Regions from separate parts of the Mus musculus genome. Here region 2 is linked to region 1. A link is a contact called in public HiChIP or PLAC-seq data. All regions are on one chromosome and are shown on one strand. Each heading gives the region's core, a stretch centred on a gene start, on an enhancer-like site or on the middle of the called end of the contact. The rest is flanking DNA. Distances are from core to core; before and after follow the strand shown. Region 1 has its middle 33 kb from the start of Gm22808. Region 2 overlaps Gm32925 (a long non-coding RNA gene).

Region 1 (3,923 bases), core at 438-2,937:
TGGGGTGGGAAGAAGATTATTGCTATCCTAGAAAAGCTGAGACTCTATATGATAAGCTGTCATTATACGAAAGGCCACTTGCTCCAAGAGTGTGAGAGTCACCTAGAAAAGCAATCGCCTTCAACTAATGGGAACCAGCGTGGTGTTGCGTTCCCTTTACCGCAATCTAGTTCTTATGGTGAATTAACGTTTCCTCTACTTTAGGAATCCAGTGAATGACCACACACACACACACACACACACACACACACACCACGAGCGAGTCCCTGTCTTTGGCTGTAACTGCCTTCATGGCCCCACCTCTTCCTTTCAGTGTGTTTATTTACGGGGCTCTTTGACAGCTCTACTGCTGAGCTAGAGGCCTTGGGCTGTAACTAAAGAAACTTTAAAAACTCAAAGTTAGCATGATTTTTAAAATCAATTAAAAGTGCTTTGAAAATATGTGAAGACGCCAAGAACAACCAAGGTCCCATCCACCTGGACATTCGTAGGGACCTCAGTGTGAAACTGGGCCTCCAGGCAGTGGGGAGCAGGGCTGCATAGGGGTGCCGGTTTGTTCCTCTGCTGAATCCGGAAAGGACAGTTGAGGTAGAAAGCAGACCTCAAGCCCCATTCCTTAGCAAGCGGAGCTTCCATGTAGGGTGGCAATCTCACATGGACAGCCAGCAAATGCACTGAATTGCACACTCAGACTAAATTCCGGCACCTCTAGAGAGAATTGTAAAAAAGAGGATTCCCTCTTGGATAGGCCAGCTGGCAGGAATAAGTCATGTTCTGGACCTCACAGAGTCTGAGAAAAGGATGAGTCAAAAGATCTTCCTGGCAAGCCCAGCCCAACGGGGACAAAACCATTGGTGATGGCTCAGCAAGAATGTCTGACCACTTTGACAGCCACAAGCCGGAAAGCACACTGGTGCTCCTGGCTGGCCAGTCCTCTTCTTTAACAGAAGGAAACAGCCAAGAGACAAAGCAAATGACCCAAGGTCACACAGCCAGCAAGAATACGGTGGGCACAGGGGATGGGGCTAAATCGCTGACTGTGGTGCTCAGAGATATTTATTAATTTCTTTCTATACTTGCCTTTTCTCAAAAAATAGAAGGGGTTTGCAGGCTCAGGTCAGCAGGTATAGAAGCCTTGAATCCAAAAGGAGAAACTCAAGAATCTGAAACACGTGACATCATCAACCAAGATTCTTCAGCTCAGAGTTCCCAGGAAGCATAGATGGTATACCATTACATAGAGACCATCTGTGTGTGTGTGTGTGTGTGTGTGTGTGTGTGTGTGTGTGTGTGTGTGTACTGGTGTGTGAGGCAGGGGATAAACCATCAAGTACTATCTCTAAACTCAACCTTGTAATATGCAAGCCATCGAAATTTCCTATGGTCAGCCATCGATACCACTGGAGGGGTCCAGCCCCTAAAAAAAAGTTTTATAAATTTAAGTAGGAGCTGGGCGTGGTGGCACACGCCTTTAATCCCAGCACTCGGGAGGCAGAGGCAGGAGGATTTCTGAGTTCGAGACCAGCCTGGTCTTCAAAGTGAGTTTCAGGACAGCCAGGGCTATACAGAGAAACCCTGTCTTGAAAAAACCACACACACACACAAAAAAGTAAGTAGGATGCATCACAGCCCACGGGGGCTGCGGTAGGGAAAGCAGGGGAGTGGAGCGGAAGGGGCCCCAGAGGAAGGAAAAGGGGGGAGGTGCCAAATACAAACACTGGCAAGTAATAAAAACCGAGGAGCAACAGTGAGTGTAGCTAAATTAAAGTTCTCGTGTAAAAGGGGGATAAAGGTCTCACTTAGCACACGAGCAGGGAGGCTGAGAGCTGTTCTAAAATACTGGGGTAACACAATGCCTTAGAAACACATAGAAAATGGGAATGTCTGGAGCTCTCTCCCTCAAGCTTGCTGTTCGCCCAGCTCTCATTTCCTCCCCCAAACACATTCTAAGTACACATGCAGCAAGATCCAACCAACACACAAGCTCAACACACGCCACCAACCGTCAGAAAGGCAACTCAGCCTCACCATGGAAGGTGGGCTTTTCTCCAGCACCCTGACTGCGTCTGGGTTTCATGGAAAGAGTATAGGGAGTGGGGAATGGGGTACGGAGGGGGGGGGGACGCGGGGCGTGGGGGGGGTAGAGGTCCGTTTTTCAGCACTCGCTGGGAAACATTTCTCTTGTTCACCTACCTGGGCCTACTGGTGTGTCTTTTTGTCTTTTTGAAGCCCAAAGCAAAGCAGATACAAGAGGGCACAAGGTTGCACCTTCCTTAGAAGCAAATTCATGGTAATTTCCCACACCTTCCCAACTCCCTGCCTACAGCTCCCTCTGCAAACCATAAACCTGCCCCTTAAAGGAATTACAACCCAGGAGGGAAAACTGCAAGCAGGACTGTAACTTTGTAAATACCGACACATATGAAGTACTGAGCTGGGTCCCCCAAAGCCACCAACAAGAGGCTAGCCATGATGGTACGTGCTTGTATTCCCCCCAGTGGTGTCGAGGTGAAGACAGGCATTCTAGGTATCCGGGGGCTACTTGGTGGCCCCAGGCCAGTGTGACCCTGTCTCACGGAAAGCAGGTAGGTAACACCTGAACAACAGTGCCTTCACAAGCACACAAGTACAACCCCACACACGTGAATACACACCAGCACACATACAAAATCAAATGGGTTCCTACATGACTTCATATTATCGGGCATTCCATAGAGAGGGAACACCGGTGTTCAGGTCGGTTTGAGACTAGAAATGGTGCCTTAGTCAGGAGAGCGGCTTGACAGGCAACTTTGGATCCCACATGTGGTACCAGGGTCACAGAGAGGCAGCGTAGCCCACATGCGACCCACGAGTCCTGCCTGGCCCCTGAATCACCCTCCCTCAGAAACGTGGGAAGAGCAAGAGTCAGAAAAACCATGTTGGCCAGTTTCATTTCCCCCTGCTCGAGAACTCCCCCAAAGGCGTCGCTTTAAAACCACCTGGGTTCCTCTTGATTGCCTCATGGAAAAATAAGAAGGTAGATGAATTTAAAACTCCTGGGGCCTGGGGTTTCCTCTAAATCTCTCCCGGACATACATGTGGCAGGCTAAATTCTACTCCCCCTCCCCCCGTCCCCCGCCTCCGACAGATCCCACAGAAATCCCCGCTGATCACCCTTTCTCAGAATGTTACAGTGTTTTTGCAGGTAATTAGAATAGAATGAAGCTAAGAGATGGACCCCAATCCCATCCCACCAGTAGCCTCATAAAGACATTAGAACACAGACAGGAGAAAGGCAACCCCTGACAAGCCAGAGAAAGTAGACATTTCTTTCTCAGACAGAAATCAGCTGTGTAGACACTTCTGTCTTAGACTTCTGACCCCCAGCACGGTGAGCAGACAACAGTAGCATAAGCCAAGGGCTTAGGACCTGGGGAGCCCGAGTGAGAAGTCAGACTCCTGAGGATGACAAGAGGAGATGACAACCCACGCTGGACCCCACGTCCAGCTGAGAGACACGACATTCTGCTGACCTCAGCAGAGATCCTCAGGCTTTGTCAAACTCGTCCCAGGGGACAGTGATGACAAAGAGCTGAGATTGGAAGGCAGGGCTGGCTGTGGGGAATGTGGAATTTTCAATACACGCGCAGAGGCAGACAAGGTATGGGGGCAGCAAACCCTACAGGCAGATGTCATTGGGTGGTGCCACATTAAGATGGGAATAACAGCGAAGCCAGAGACATGGGTTACAGGCAGGATATCCAGGATCTAGAAAAATTACATTAGCCACCTCCTGGGAAGCACACAGAGTAGGTAACTGCTGACGTGTGCTGTTGGCAAGGTGGAGAATTACACTGGATTATTTGGGAGCCCGTCATCAGCTGTACTTGAGCTTACTAAACCTTTTATTACTGGAATACTTGGGACACAATAAACTGAAA
Region 2 (3,650 bases), core at 1,032-3,531, 97 kb before region 1:
TGAGCTTGGTATGGGGGCAGGGGATTGATCTTTTTACTTCCAAGACTTGATGAGTGTCAATCATCCTGCTGGAGGGGTGATGGCAAAGTGGGTCGTGTTATAGGAGCCAAGTCCAGCATGAGAACTTGAGCTCTTGGGCCCCATAGTGGCACACTGGTAGTTCCAGAGTCTGAGGCTCCCAATGAATGCAGGCGCAGAACGACTCCAGGGTTCTTCTTGGTTGAGGAGGCCGTTGGCCAACCAGGTGCTTCCTTGCCTGTGCTGAGCCTCCTCCGGCTGTTCCCTCTTCTCAGCCTCTCCTCCTTTCACCCCTGCTACGGTCGGTTTTTAACAAGTTACGTCTCAAGACAGCAAGCAGACCAGCCACGGCCATCCAGGTCTTACTGAGTGACGGGGGCTTTGACTCCAGTGCTGATCCAGCTGCCCGATCTGCCACTAGAGTTGAGGTGAGTGGGACTGTCCTGAGGACTCTTATCTCATCTAACACAGGGCACAGCTCACCGCCCTGTCATGTGGTTCCCTCCACGTTTAAGGGTCCTTTTGTGTTTTTTTGTTTTTTGATTTTGTTTGTTTGTTTTCCGAGACAGGGTTTTTCTGTATAGCCCTGGCTGTCCTGGAACTCACTTTGTAGACCAGGCTGGCCTTGAACTCAGAAATCCACCTGCCTCTGCCTTCCGAGCGCTGAGATTAAAGACGTGCGCCACCACGCCTGGGTCCTTGACCTGCCTCGTGTGATTAGTGAATCTTCCTGTTCTCATCTGCAGTGGTAGTCGGTGAGGGGTTCTGCCTTGCGGGAATGTGTTACACAGGATGCTGCAAGTATCTCCTACAGAAACAGACACACAGCATCTTCTGCCCTGTCTCAGCCACAGTTGGTCTCCTTTGCCCACCCTGTAAGAGCCCTGTCCTCTTACACCAGCATCGTAAGTAGGAGCTGCCCGAGACATTGCTTTCTGAGGTTTCACAAACAGCTTAACAATTTCACAGCAGTCGCAGTATTGGGGTTTTGCCATGAACCCGTGGGAACAGCGTGGCCGCGAGATCTGACAGAGCTGTTTCAAAATCCGGATCGAGGAGTCGGGGAATTCCTAAGAAGCATTATGCAGCCCCTGGGAGCCTTGGCCTTGTCTGAAGCGGCTTCTGTGAGCCAGATCAGATTCTTGCTGACCCCAGGAGGCAAAGAATAGAAACCTGGAAAATCTAGAGGAACTTCTCCTCGTTACCTGCCACGAACACCAATCTTGTTTCTCTCTAGTTATCTGGGTAACGCTCTGGTTTCTCTACTTGCTTTTACTGAGAGGCAGAACAGGGACAGACAGAGTATTTATGGAGGCTGCTTTTCAAGCACAGCTTCTTTGGGCTGACCTCCCAACTCCCTGCAACAAATGCTGAGTCCTCTGTCTGTAACTCATGCCCATCAATGCCCGGGCTGCTGTAAAGTATTGAGGCCTTTCTAATTGATCTGGGTGGCTGCCCTCGTGGAACTAGGAGGATTGTTTTAAATGCATCTTCAATGGTCAAATCTTTTAAAAATCTTTTTAAAATATAATATGCAGATTAGCTTCCTGTTGTAAAAATTGGGAGAGTGGCTAAGACAGGGGTTTTCAGGACTTTCCAAGAGTACAGTTCTTCTCTCAATGATAGTTTTTGATAATCACGTATAAAGCAAGCCTGAGCTCATCAGATACATGCTTTCTACACTGGTGTTTATGTACCCATGGCGGCTGTCATTAGAGTCTCTGAGTATGATGGTTTGAATAATTAGGAGGTGAAAGGTGAGTGTTGGGCTGTTGAGTGAGCAAACAAATGTTTATATGGCAGAAGTGGCATTTCAGAAGAGTATAAATGCCCTATTTGGCATCAGCATGAAACCCCCAAGTGCAAGTTCAAGCCTAACCACCCACAGGATCGGCAGATCTACAGAACTCCCCTCCTGGGTCTCACTCAATAAAGGGTTCAGCTTTTCTGTGTTCTACGTCTTTGTATCTTGGGAAATGCTATGGTATAAATCAAGACACGTCAAACTATACCACAATAATAAATGGCCCCAGCTCTCAATTGTTCACAACTGCACAGGCTTATTCGCTTCTTGAGGTGTTCTAGGGGAAGAGCTGGAAGGCCTTATCAGTCATCAGCACGGAGATTCTGAGCAAACAGCTCACTGGTCTACGGTAACTGAGAAGTTCTGCCATCTGCCATACGCAAGCAGAAGACCCAGCAAAACTAGGTGCATGCGAATCCGAAGGCCTGAGAACCCAGGGCGTGTCTGAGAGCAAAGGCAACCGGAAGTGGGTGCGTTCTCTGCTTCCTGTTCTTTTCAGAACCTCGGTGGATTGACCGGGTGAGACCCACTTAGTGAGAGATGGCAGTCGAGGGTACTGAGTCGCTCATCCCAGTGCTAAGGTTATCCATAAGTGTCCTCACAGACACACACAGAGACACAGCACAGCTGGTGATGTGGCCAGTGCCTGAGAAAATCCGCATGATGCGTAAAGCTAACCCTTCATATCCACACCACATGCCAAGCGAAGATAGCTCCGGCTTGTACAGGCGAGAAAGAGGACAGAGAGTGCTATGTAGTGCTTCTTGGTGCATCTGCCCAGGGGTTTTCCTGCCTGTATTTCATTATCCACCCACTTTTCAGCAAATGGCCCGTGATGATTTGAATAGATTTGAGCCCCATGGAGAGTGGCACTACCAGGAGGTGTGGCCTTATTAGAGTAAGTTGTCACTCTAGAGGTGAGCCTTTGAGGTCTTTTATATGCCCAAGCTCTGCCCAGTATGGAACTCCAGTTCCCTCCTGCTGCCTAGAGATCAAGATGTAGAACTCTCAGCTCCTCCAGCACCATGTCTACCTGAGTGCTGCTGTGTTTCCTGCCATGATGATAATGGGCCACCCCTCTGAAGCTGTATGCCAGCCCCAATGAAATGTTTGCCTTTATAAGAATTGCCGTGGTCAACCCAGACACTATTGCATAGGCTAGCAAGATTTTGCTGACAGGACCCTGGTATAGCTATCTCTGGTGAGGCTATGCCAGTGCCTGGCAAATATAGCAGTGGATGCTCACAGTCATCTATTGGATGGAACACAGGGCCCCTAATGAAGGAGCTAGAGAAAGTACCCAAGGAGCTGAAGGGGTCTGCAACTCTATACGAGGATCAACAATATGAACTAACCAGTACCCCCCCACACACACACACACACACACAGAACTGTGTCTCTGGTTGCATATGTAGCAGAGGATGGCCTAGTCGGCCATCAATGGGAGGAGAGGCTCTTGGTCTTGTGAAGATCATATGCCCCAGTTCAGGGGAATGCCAGGGCCAGGAAGTGGGAGTGGGTGGGTTGGGGAGCAGGGCAGGGAAGGGTATAGGGGACTTTCGGAATAGCATTTGAAATGTAAATGAAGAAAATATCTAATTAAAAAATGAAAAAAAAAAAAGAGTTGCCATGGTCATGGTGTCTCTTCACAGCAATAAAACCCTGAGACATGACCTTTCCTGGGTTTAGCAGGCGTGAATGAAATACTCGGTAAATTCAAACACTGTCTACCACACCATACGTCGTTCTCATTTGGAGCCACTGCTTCAGTGACTGCCTCCTCACGTCTCCCCGAGTCATTCTTACCACCACCAGTCTATGCAATCCA

Evidence for each region. HiChIP or PLAC-seq counts read pairs in DNA pulled down with a chosen protein or histone mark.
Region 2: a contact with region 1 is called in an H3K27ac HiChIP or PLAC-seq map of double positive thymocytes, with 7 read pairs. The contact joins two enhancer-like sites. A contact is called at or near these places in 11 of 39 promoter capture datasets (3T3-L1-derived adipocytes, cranial neural crest, embryonic stem cells and 6 more), 2 of 15 datasets of contacts at CTCF or cohesin (large pre-B cells and pro-B cells), 9 of 484 Hi-C or Micro-C datasets (CD4 T cells, DN3 thymocytes, the HPC-7 cell line and 6 more) and 5 of 115 datasets of contacts at active chromatin or transcription factors (bone marrow-derived macrophages, double positive thymocytes, embryonic stem cells and 2 more).

The regions. Positions count from the first base shown.
Region 1 is chr16:87,652,130-87,656,052 of GRCm38.p6, reverse strand. No RefSeq gene overlaps it. Among named protein-coding and RNA genes, the nearest start is that of Gm22808, 33 kb to the right of the region's middle. Within about 2 kb of position 1,687, at least 85 of the 459 cell types and tissues checked have an H3K27ac peak or open chromatin away from gene starts, as enhancers often do. A contact at or near this core is called in double positive thymocytes, where this site is marked.
Region 2 is chr16:87,750,067-87,753,716 of GRCm38.p6, reverse strand. The region is part of intron 1 of Gm32925 (a long non-coding RNA gene); the gene reads right to left. Among named protein-coding and RNA genes, the nearest start is that of Gm32925, 13 kb to the right of the region's middle. Within about 2 kb of position 2,281, at least 11 of the 459 cell types and tissues checked have an H3K27ac peak or open chromatin away from gene starts, as enhancers often do. A contact at or near this core is called in double positive thymocytes, where this site is marked.